Linked DNA regions of Hordeum vulgare: region 2 is linked to region 1. Evidence: chromatin contacts called from public Hi-C data. All regions are on one chromosome and are shown on one strand. The core of a region is the stretch at or near the end of the contact, and the rest is flanking DNA. Distances in the headings are between cores, read along the strand shown.

Evidence for each region. Hi-C and Micro-C count contacts between places; a contact is called where the count stands out from the background.
Region 2: a Hi-C map of leaf shows a contact between it and region 1, with 5 times the contacts expected there. The contact joins the promoter of LOC123397067 here to the promoter of LOC123452298 in region 1. A contact is called at or near these places in 4 of 6 Hi-C or Micro-C datasets (leaf and seedling) and 1 of 1 datasets of contacts at active chromatin or transcription factors (embryo).

The regions. Positions count from the first base shown.
Region 1 is chr5H:13,337,609-13,342,345 of MorexV3_pseudomolecules_assembly, forward strand. LOC123452298 (ubiquitin carboxyl-terminal hydrolase 8-like) reads right to left here and starts at 3,169. Exons shown (of 13, transcript XM_045128941.1): 1 at 2,886-3,169; 2 at 2,547-2,786; 3 at 1,145-1,280; 4 at 924-983; 5 at 754-846. The coding sequence starts at 3,001.
Region 2 is chr5H:13,531,717-13,536,511 of MorexV3_pseudomolecules_assembly, forward strand. LOC123397067 (protein MKS1-like) reads right to left here and starts at 1,433. Exons shown (of 1, transcript XM_045091759.1): 1 at 1-1,433. The coding sequence starts at 926. The coding sequence ends at 204.

The sequences.
Region 1 (4,737 bases), core at 1,919-4,418:
AGAACTTGACTGCTGTTAGATTTAGTATCAAATACTCCCTCTGTCTCAAGATGAAGACGTATTTTCACAGTGTCAAAAACATCTTACATTTTGGGACAGAGGAGGTAACTAGGAAGGACAACCTGGTGTATACTTCGTTTAGTCAGGCCAGGTGAGTCTGGATTAACCTAGCAGAAGCCAACTCATCTATTTTGAGGAAACCGTCTCAATCCAGATCGGTAATGCAATGGCTAACATGCTTATAACTTGCTAAAACCAATATACAATGGCTAAACATGCTTATAACTTGCCAGATATAACTAGAACTTCAGGCATCAGCCGAATTTAGTTGCAAATAAACAGGTTAGCACTCTAGCATTGAGGAGATGGGTTAGATTTCAAAAGCTTGGAGAAGATGGGGGCTATAAGCATACTTTCAATTCCAACCCGCTTAAACGCAACTATTAGTTACTTACTACCCATGTGCACATGAAAATTCAAGTCACTAAAGTGAATATTTAGTCAAGAAACAAGCAATATAACGTTCCAGTGCTCCGCATTCAAATAAAATTACAATGTTGCAGGAGGAAATAACAGTAATTGGGATTAATTTGGCTAAATAATAGTAATGTGGTAGAAAAGGCTTAAGATGTAGCTAGGAGATGAAGATTTTTGAGCAACACAAGTGTAGAATTAATTTATATTTATAACAATCTTATGCAAGGACTTAAGCATAGGCAATAGAATGGCAAAATTGATCGAGAAGATAATGACCTCCTGGTCAGAAGACCGAGGATCTTGGGGCATACGGTTCCATTCATTCATCAATATGAAGGTTGTTCGCCCAGAGAAATCCCATATGTGAACCTAAATATAATAGACATGTGATCAAAGAAAAGAAACACAAAACTTTACACATTCAAGTGAAAATAAACAGAAATTACCGGCTCAGACTCCGAAGCCAGAATCTTGTTTGCTTTTTTAAAGTTCTCGGCTGAGTTGTCCTGATATGTTAAAAGTAAAAGTTAGAACATCACCGTTTTCTCAATATCCGAAGTGAAATTCATGCATGAAAACATATAGATCCTTTACAAAACCAACACTGCTGAGAAACCTTTCTTCAAAACAAGGAGGGGAAGCAGATAGTGTGGAAAATAACACATACCTTTCTACTGATCTTCACCGTTAGTGCATTTGTACCTCGAGTGACGGAAACTCTAAGCATTATAGGATAAATGTTTACGGATGCCTCTTCAGTAAGCAATGAACTTTTGCCATTAGACTTGAGAGGATCAGAATGCCTAGGTGAGAAAATCAAGAAAACAATTAAGTTATGAGGCAGATAATTTAAACAATCAGGGTAAGCCAAAAATTGGAGCATAGCTAAACCAGCCACCTGTGCCTACATTAAACGTTTGGTAGGCCTAATTTTTAGGTGCATCATCGCATTCAAATATTACTTCTATGTAATCTCATTCCCATACATCCACCAGCTCAAGGAATAAATGCAACAGGCTAAATGCAATACCAGATCTCTTGGTCTGAACTTGCTGCATGGCATAACGCATTTCCCTCAGAATAGTTTAAAGTGGGTTACATCCAAGCTTCATCTAAAGACTAAAGACTCGAACAAATTTGGGTTTGTAACTTCGCATGAACTAATAAATGTCCTCTTGTTGCTATCAGCTATGGTAGACAAACTAGAGATGAAACGACAAGCCCTATAGTAGACTCTCCGGTAGAGCATCATGTTTTTCTTTCTCCTACAAAACTATTCTAGACATGCTGGAGACAGAGCATCAACAGTAGCAGCCTCAGCAGAGCCAGTATGACAAATTTCAATTACAACCTTCATGGAAAATTGACGCCAAAGAACTCTCCGGCTTGATTGCACATTGATTTAATAAAAAAGGAATACTATGTACAATTGAAATGATTGTAATTAATAATCCATCACTGACCGTTAGTAAGCGTGTCACTAATAAACCTTTCATGTAACGCAAATACGTCCGATTGCACACTTTATAGGCATGCTTATACAAAGCTAATATTCCTTATAGATATAAGGAGGAGAACAAACTACAGGGTGCACAAGAGGACACAACAATATCGACGAATTAATCCATCCGTCTAGGCGCATTCATTCTACCAGCAGGCAGCTCAGTGGCGTGCATGCAAGTGAGTAACGGACAGTTACCCTATATAGCCCACCTGAGAATACCGGTGCCATTTTAGAAACAATGGGCACAAGCTTGGTTCTCTAACTCCCTTCAGCCCCAACGGCAAGGGTGATTCCAATCCAGATTCTAAAACATGACTATTGACCGAACCACATATGCATTAATCGACGGCACAATGCGTATGATACCTAGAGCTTCACTGGGCACCAACCATCAGATTTGATTCAATCATCCAATACTAATACCATGCATCATCGCCTTTCGTGATTACCCGCGCATGGCATGATCAGAATCTAGGCATTACAAATGCATCTATATATCCATCCAATCCATGATCCGGTCCCGTCCCAACGAGCAAGTAGAGGAGGCAGAGCCGTTTGTGCTCACCAGGTGCGTGCCTTCCCGAAGAGGTCGGCCGCGACGAGCGCGTAGCTCCTGGCCCCGGCCTTGGCGGAGGCGTCGGGCTGGAGGAGGTCGTCGGCGCGGCGGAGGGTGAAGGCGGCGTTGTCGCTCATGAGCATGCTGATCACCCCGCGGATCCCGTAGGACGGAGGCCCCGACGGCGCCGCCGCGTAGGGCACCCCTTTCGCGTCGATCTCGGCGCCCTCCTGCGCCTCCCTCCACCACCTGCATTGCTCGTGCGGCGATGCCGTCAGAGACGCCGCCCGCGCAGGAGGCCCCGGATCGGGGGGGCTAGGGTTAGGGTTCGTCGGGGCGGGCGCTTACCGGTGCTGGACGAGGAAGACGCGGTCGTCGTCATCGGCGGGCGCGGCGGAGGCGGAGGCGGAGGCGGGGCCGGAGGTGGACGGGGCGTCGCCGGCGGCGAGCGGGGAGGAGGGCATTGGGGCGGGATCCGAGGGAGTTCGGCGGCGACGCGGGCGGCGGGGAGGAGGTCGATTTGGATTTGGATTTGGATTGAATCGAAGCGGAGGGGCGAGGAGGGAGGGGGGGGTGGAGAAGACGATGCCCCGAAGGAGAAGGCTGCTCTTTACGCGGACGACGATGAGTCACTTGGCCAGAGATCGAATCGGACCGCGCCGCGGCCGCAGCGAGTAGTAGCGCTTTCTAGAGCCGGACCCACCCGTCGGCCTCGTCTGCTGTCTTCCTTACCAGTTTTTTTTTTTGGCAAAAGCCTTTCGTACCGATTTTGCTATGTACATTATCTGGAATCTCGGTAATTTTATCGAAAAGGAATATTGTTTGTCGAGGGCCGAGGTGACCGGGGCGGGAACAGCGGAGGAGGAAGAGCATTGCTCGGCGGTAATGACACTCACGGTGGAGGTGGAAGAGCATTGCTCGACGGTAATGGCACTCGACACGGTTTAGATGTCGTGTCGACTAGCCGGCCACCTCCTTGCAAGGAAAACGGATACATATCTTGCACGTTAAACGTTTGCGTTTCCACATGATGTAGTGTGTCGTTTTGCTTTTACACTTTTTTATAATATGTTAGATGCGCTCGAGGTATTTTATGTATCAACAAAAAAAAAACAATCTTCATTAATGCCTTCTCGACAAAAAAAAATGTAGCTTTTGCGTGTCACTTTTGGTGTTGCTATGCCTGGTACTGAAAAAGATGTCACTACCGCACGACACTCGTGCTACCGTGTGAATGTCGTGGTGTAGTATACTTCCACGCGACGTCTGACGCGTGCTCACCCAAACGACGTAGCCATCCACTGTGACACATAGACAAAGTCGAACGGTAGCGGAGGAGGTCATGACTAAAATGGGAATAAGCACTAGGATTATGAACTTATAATCATGGAACCGCGGAACAGCTACATTACCAACGTTTAGTTAGCTCCATATTTTTCATGTGCCCAAAAAATGGACAGTGTGTATGTGGAAGCAACCAATGAGAATATTAGGCACGGCTACCCTTTTTTTCACAATGAAACTTAGAAGTTGGACACGATCATGGACTACTTTTCCTTGTGAAATCCGAGCTACGAAACGAAAGTGATCACGGATCACACGCTAGGGCGTACTGCCGCATCGGCCGTGAGATCTCTGATGCACTCGACATGGTTTAGACGGCGTAGGAGGAAGAGCATTGCTCGACGGTAATGGCACTCGACACGGTTTAGAAGACGTAGGAGGAAGAGCATTGTTCGGCGATGATCGGACTCCACACGGTTTAGATGGCGTAGGAGGAAGAACATTGCTTGGCGATAATGGCACTCGACACGGTTTAGATGTCGTGTCGACTAGCCGGCAACCACTTTGCAAGGAAAATGGATACATATCTTGCATGCTAAGTGTTTGCTTTTCCAGGCGATGTAGTGCGTCGCTTTGCTTTTACACTATCTTATAGTATGTTAGATCCGTTAAGGGATTGCATGTCTCGATTAAAAAAAAGCAACCTTCATTTATGCCTTCCCGACAGAAAAATGTAGCTTTTGCGTGTCACTTTTTGTGTTCCTATGCATGGGTCTGAAAAAGATGTCACTATCACACGACACTCGTGCTACCATGCGATTGTCGTCGTGCAGTATACTTCCACGCGAAGTCTAACGCATGCTCACCGTACCGTCGCAACCATCTACCATGACACATAGCCAAGTCGAACGGTAGC
Region 2 (4,795 bases), core at 183-2,682, 190 kb after region 1:
GAAACAAGTTTTGCACCACCATTCTACCTACTCAATCAGTTAGCAGCGGCAATCAGTTGACAATGTCAATCAATCAATCAATTAACAGGAGCAACGTCTATCTACTCAACTTAATGGAGTGCACCTACTCCCTGGTTCTCCGGCGGCCATCTAAACCCGGACGCAGGCAAAAAAAAATTCAAATCAAATTAAATCAGGTTAATTTACAGGTCCGGGAAGTCGCTGAAGAACCTCATCATCATCCCCGGCGAGGGCATGGTGGGCGTGGCAAGCAGCACGCCGCCGGGGCTCGACGCGGAGGCGGAGGCGAGGAACGGGCTCAGGTCGTTGAGCCAGGACAGGGAGCCGGTGTCGAAGGGCAGCGGCGAGAAGAGCCCGGGCGAGGCCGCCAGCGGCAGCGCCGACGGGACGGGCGAGAGGATGCCTGGCCGTCCGGGGCCGAGGACCTCCGCGAAGCCGTCTATGTCCAGCCAGGACCCGGAGTACGGCGCGGGGCCCGGCGGCAGCGGCCGGACGGACCTCTCGATGGCGGCGTACCTCGCTGCCGGCGAGAAAGGCGGCTGGAACTGCGGCGGCACCGGCACGGCAGAGGGATGGTCCTCGGCGGAGCACTGATGGGCCGGCGCGCCCGGGCCGGTGAGGCGCTGGACGAGCGCCAGGAACTCACCGGGCTGGGTGTGGATGACCTTGGGCGAGGCGTCGTAGATGATGACCGGCGCCCGCGGCTGGGCCTGCTGGTGGCGGTTGGCGGGGGCGGCTTGCAGTTGCCGGGCCCCGTGACCGTGAGGCAGCGGCACGACCGGCGGCTTCCTGATCTTGTGGGAGTCCTTGCTGACGGACAGCCGCGGGGGCCGCGGGCCCTGCAGCTGCAGCTGCCTGCTGCGCGGCGACTGCCGCTCCTCCTCCGACGACGGCGGCGCGTCCATGGATCGCTCGCGGTAGTAGGAGGAGGTGGAGGGAGGAGGAGAGTAGCCGACAGAATGGGGATGGAAGGAAGAAGACGAGCGTGCTTTGGTTTCTAGCTGGCTGTGGACGGACCCGGCCGAGAAATCAATGGGGCGAGGTGGTTGTTGACCTCAACAGGCAAGGAAAAGTCGTGGGTGCTTCCCAAAAGTTATACTCCTACTGCAAGGCCGGTGATAGCCGTCGGCTAACCGATGAAAGTACCGACCGATCACCTCCTACCGTACTGCGGTTAGGCTGTGCGATCTGATGTGTGGCCGCCCGATGACCCGATCTTCCCATGATTTGTCTGGGTCGGCTGCCATGGCACGACCACACTGCCATAGCAGCCCCTTTTATTCACTATCATCGCGGCGGGCTTGGGAGACGGCTTGCATCCAAGCCAGCCAGTAGCTTTGAAAGGTGTTGGCGTCCTTCCATATGGCATCACGACTAGTTCGACCAGACCAGCGGAAAAGAACTTGCTTCCGGCTGTCACTTGGAGTTCTGTGCCACAGACTGTCATGGTTTCAATACGTTAGAGCATGGTTAATAGTATAGCCCTGCTGGCTATAAACAGTCTTATAGCCCATCTTATAACTAGCTTGTACAATAGTTAGCTATAAAATAATACTTTCTTCGTCTCGGTGCATTAGGCATCTTACGAAAATCAAATAATCCCAAAACACTAAGGCACATTAGAGTAGTACTAGTTGCATGCATATTAATTAGACCACATCTATTAATTGAAGGACCAATGCATGTAATTTATGCGGTACACTTTTTGGATTTCAAGAGGTATTCTAATTAATAGCACATTTTCAGTTGAGAAAGGAACGATGTGATTGGCTTCCTCTACAATTTAATTTTCTTCTCCTACCCAATCTATGCGTGCCTAGGTTGCAGTGCACCTCCTAAAATGCCTAATGCACCGAGACGGAGAGAGTACTACTTTTATCATATATGACCCACCTTTCATTCTCACAAAGCACCTAAGAGCATGGTTAATAGTATAGCCAACTGCTGGCTATAAGCCATCTTATAGCACATTTTATAACTAGCTTGTACAATAGTGAGCTATAAAAGAGTACTACTTTTATCATATATGGCCCACCTTTCATTCTCACAAAGCACCTAGGAGCACGTGCTAGAGCTGGCTCTTCACGAAGAGCCCGCTTCCCTTCTCTCTCCTCTTCTCTCTCATCCAACTCAGCAAAAATATAGTATTTTAATTCTTACAGCCTCCTGAATGTACCTTATTGTACTTGCTCTAAGAGCATGTGCTAGAGCTGGCTCTTCACGAAGAGTCCGCTTCCCTTCTCTCTCCTCTTCTCTCTCATCCAACTCAGCAAAAATATAGTATTTTAATCCTTAGAGTCTGCTGACTGTACCTTATTGTACTTGCTCTTAGATGACCTGTGAAGCTTTTGTTGCTCCTACGTCACCAACAACAGGACATTGGATCCATATTTAGATCCATGTGTTAGAGTTAGAGTTGGTTAATATTGGACCAAACCAACCCTGAAACATCTAAACATGAGGGTTAGAGTTGGTTAGATGCATCTAACCAATTCAAAAGAACTAACCCATTCAAGAGGTGCTTATTTGGTGGTGTTCAGGAAAAGTTATTTTTTCCTGTACCTCCATGTTATGATCCGAGTAGATAATCACTCTCAATCACACATTCATACAGGTTCAGCCGGAGATACGGTTCAGCGCGAGAGAGAAGAAGGGGATTCAAGAGAGATAGAGTCGCCGCCGCTACAGTTCAATTCCTCTACACCCCCACGTAGGAGGGATCGACACCTACTTAACCTAATGGGCGGTGTCCCAGACTTGGCCCGCGAAGTGGCTATTCGGCTTCACCTTTCGACGAGGCCGTTCTGGCCCAAAGGTGGCGACGGCCGTTGGAGCGGAGCCACCAGCAGTAGGCGGGCCCAGAGAGGCAGGAGTCGTAACACTCCCTCCCCCTTGAGACACAGCTTGACTCCAAAATGGCGCCCGAGGAAAGTGACGGTGAAGTTCCTTGGTGTCCTCCAAGGTGGCGAAGTCTGGTGGCTGCTCGGCCCAACGCACCAGGATATGCGGAACATCTCGGTTGCCTCGTCGTGTCACGCGATGCTCCGGGATCTCCACCGGTTGCGCGCTCGCTGATGTTGCCGTCGGAAGCTGCTTCTAGGCTTGTTCTGTTGGGGGAAGAGTCTGGCGCAACTTGGACACATGGAAGACAGGGTGAATAGTGCTCGAAGCAGGGAGCTGGAGTTTGTAAGCCACGGCCCAATGCGTTGAATAATCTTGTAGGGTCCGAAGTAACGGAAAGCCAACTTCTGGTTGAGCCTTGTGGCAACGGAGCATTGCACATACGGTTGAAGCTTAATGAAAACCCAGTCATTGACAGCGAAAACCTGATCCGATCAGCGCTTGTCTGCTGAATCCTTCATGGTTTGACGAGCTCGAAGAAGATGCTCGTGAATCAGGGTTGTCATCTGCTCGCGGTCCCGTAGCCAGTCTGCTAAATCCGGGGATGCGCAGGCGACAGGATCGATGATGCTAAAGTGACGCGGCACATGCCCATAGAGAACTTCAAAGGGAGTAGAGCCCAATACAAAGTGGGGGAGGTATTGTACCAAAACTCAGCCACGGGTAACCAAGCATACCATTTGGTGGGGTAGGCATGGACAAAACATCGAAGAAATGTCTCGAGGCATTGGTTGACCCGCTCTGTTTGCCCATCCATTTGAGGGTGGCGCGTCGTGCTCATCCGCAACTTGGTGTGGGTCAGTCGGAACAGCTCCTTCCATAACAGGCTCGTGAATATTAGGCCACGGTCTGATATAATAGACTCTAACAGTCCATGCAGTTTGTAGATGTGTGCTACGCAGGCCTGTGCAACTTGGAAAACGGTGAAAGGGTGAGAAATGTTGGGGAACATCGCATGGGAAACAAAAAATTTCCTACGCGCACGAAGACCTATCATGGTGATGTCCATCTACGAGAGGGGATGTGTGATCTACGTACCCTTGTAGACCGTACAGCAAAAGCGTTAGTGAACGCGGTTGATGTAGTGGAACTTCCTCACGTCCCGCGATCAGTCCCACGATCTAGTGCCGAACAGACGGCACCTCCGCGTTCAGCACACGTAAAGCTCGACGATGATCTCGGCCTTCTTGATCCAGCAAGAGAGACGGAGAGGTAGAAGAGTTCTCTGGCAGCGTGACGGCGCTCCAGAGGTTGGTGATGATCTTGTCTCAGCAGGGCTCCGCCCGAGCTCCGCAGAAACGCAGAAACACGGAGTGACAAATCCCAGTCTTGATCCATACTAACTCAACGAACACCTTTGGAGATACCTGTAGAGCATCTTTATAGTCACCCAGTTACGTTGCGACGTTTGATAAACACAAAGTATTCCTCCGGTGTTACTAAGTTATATGATCTCATGGTCATAGGAACAAATACTTGACACGAAGAAAACAGTAGCAACAAAATGACACGATCAACATGCTACGTCTATTAGTTTGGATCTAGTCCATCACGTGATTCTCCAAATGACGTGATCCAGCTATCAAGCAACAACACCTTGTTCATAATCAGAAGACACTGACTATCTTTGATCAACTGGCTAGCCAACTAGAGGCTTGCTAGGGACAGTGTTTTGTCTATGTATCCACACATGTAAATGAGTCTTCATTCAATACAATTATAGCATGGATAATAAACGATTATCTTGATACAGGAATTATAATAATAACTATATTTATTATTGCCTCTAGGGCATAATTCCAACAGTCTCCCACTTGCACTAGAGTCAATAATCTAGCCCTCACATCATCATGCGAATTACATTGTAATAAAT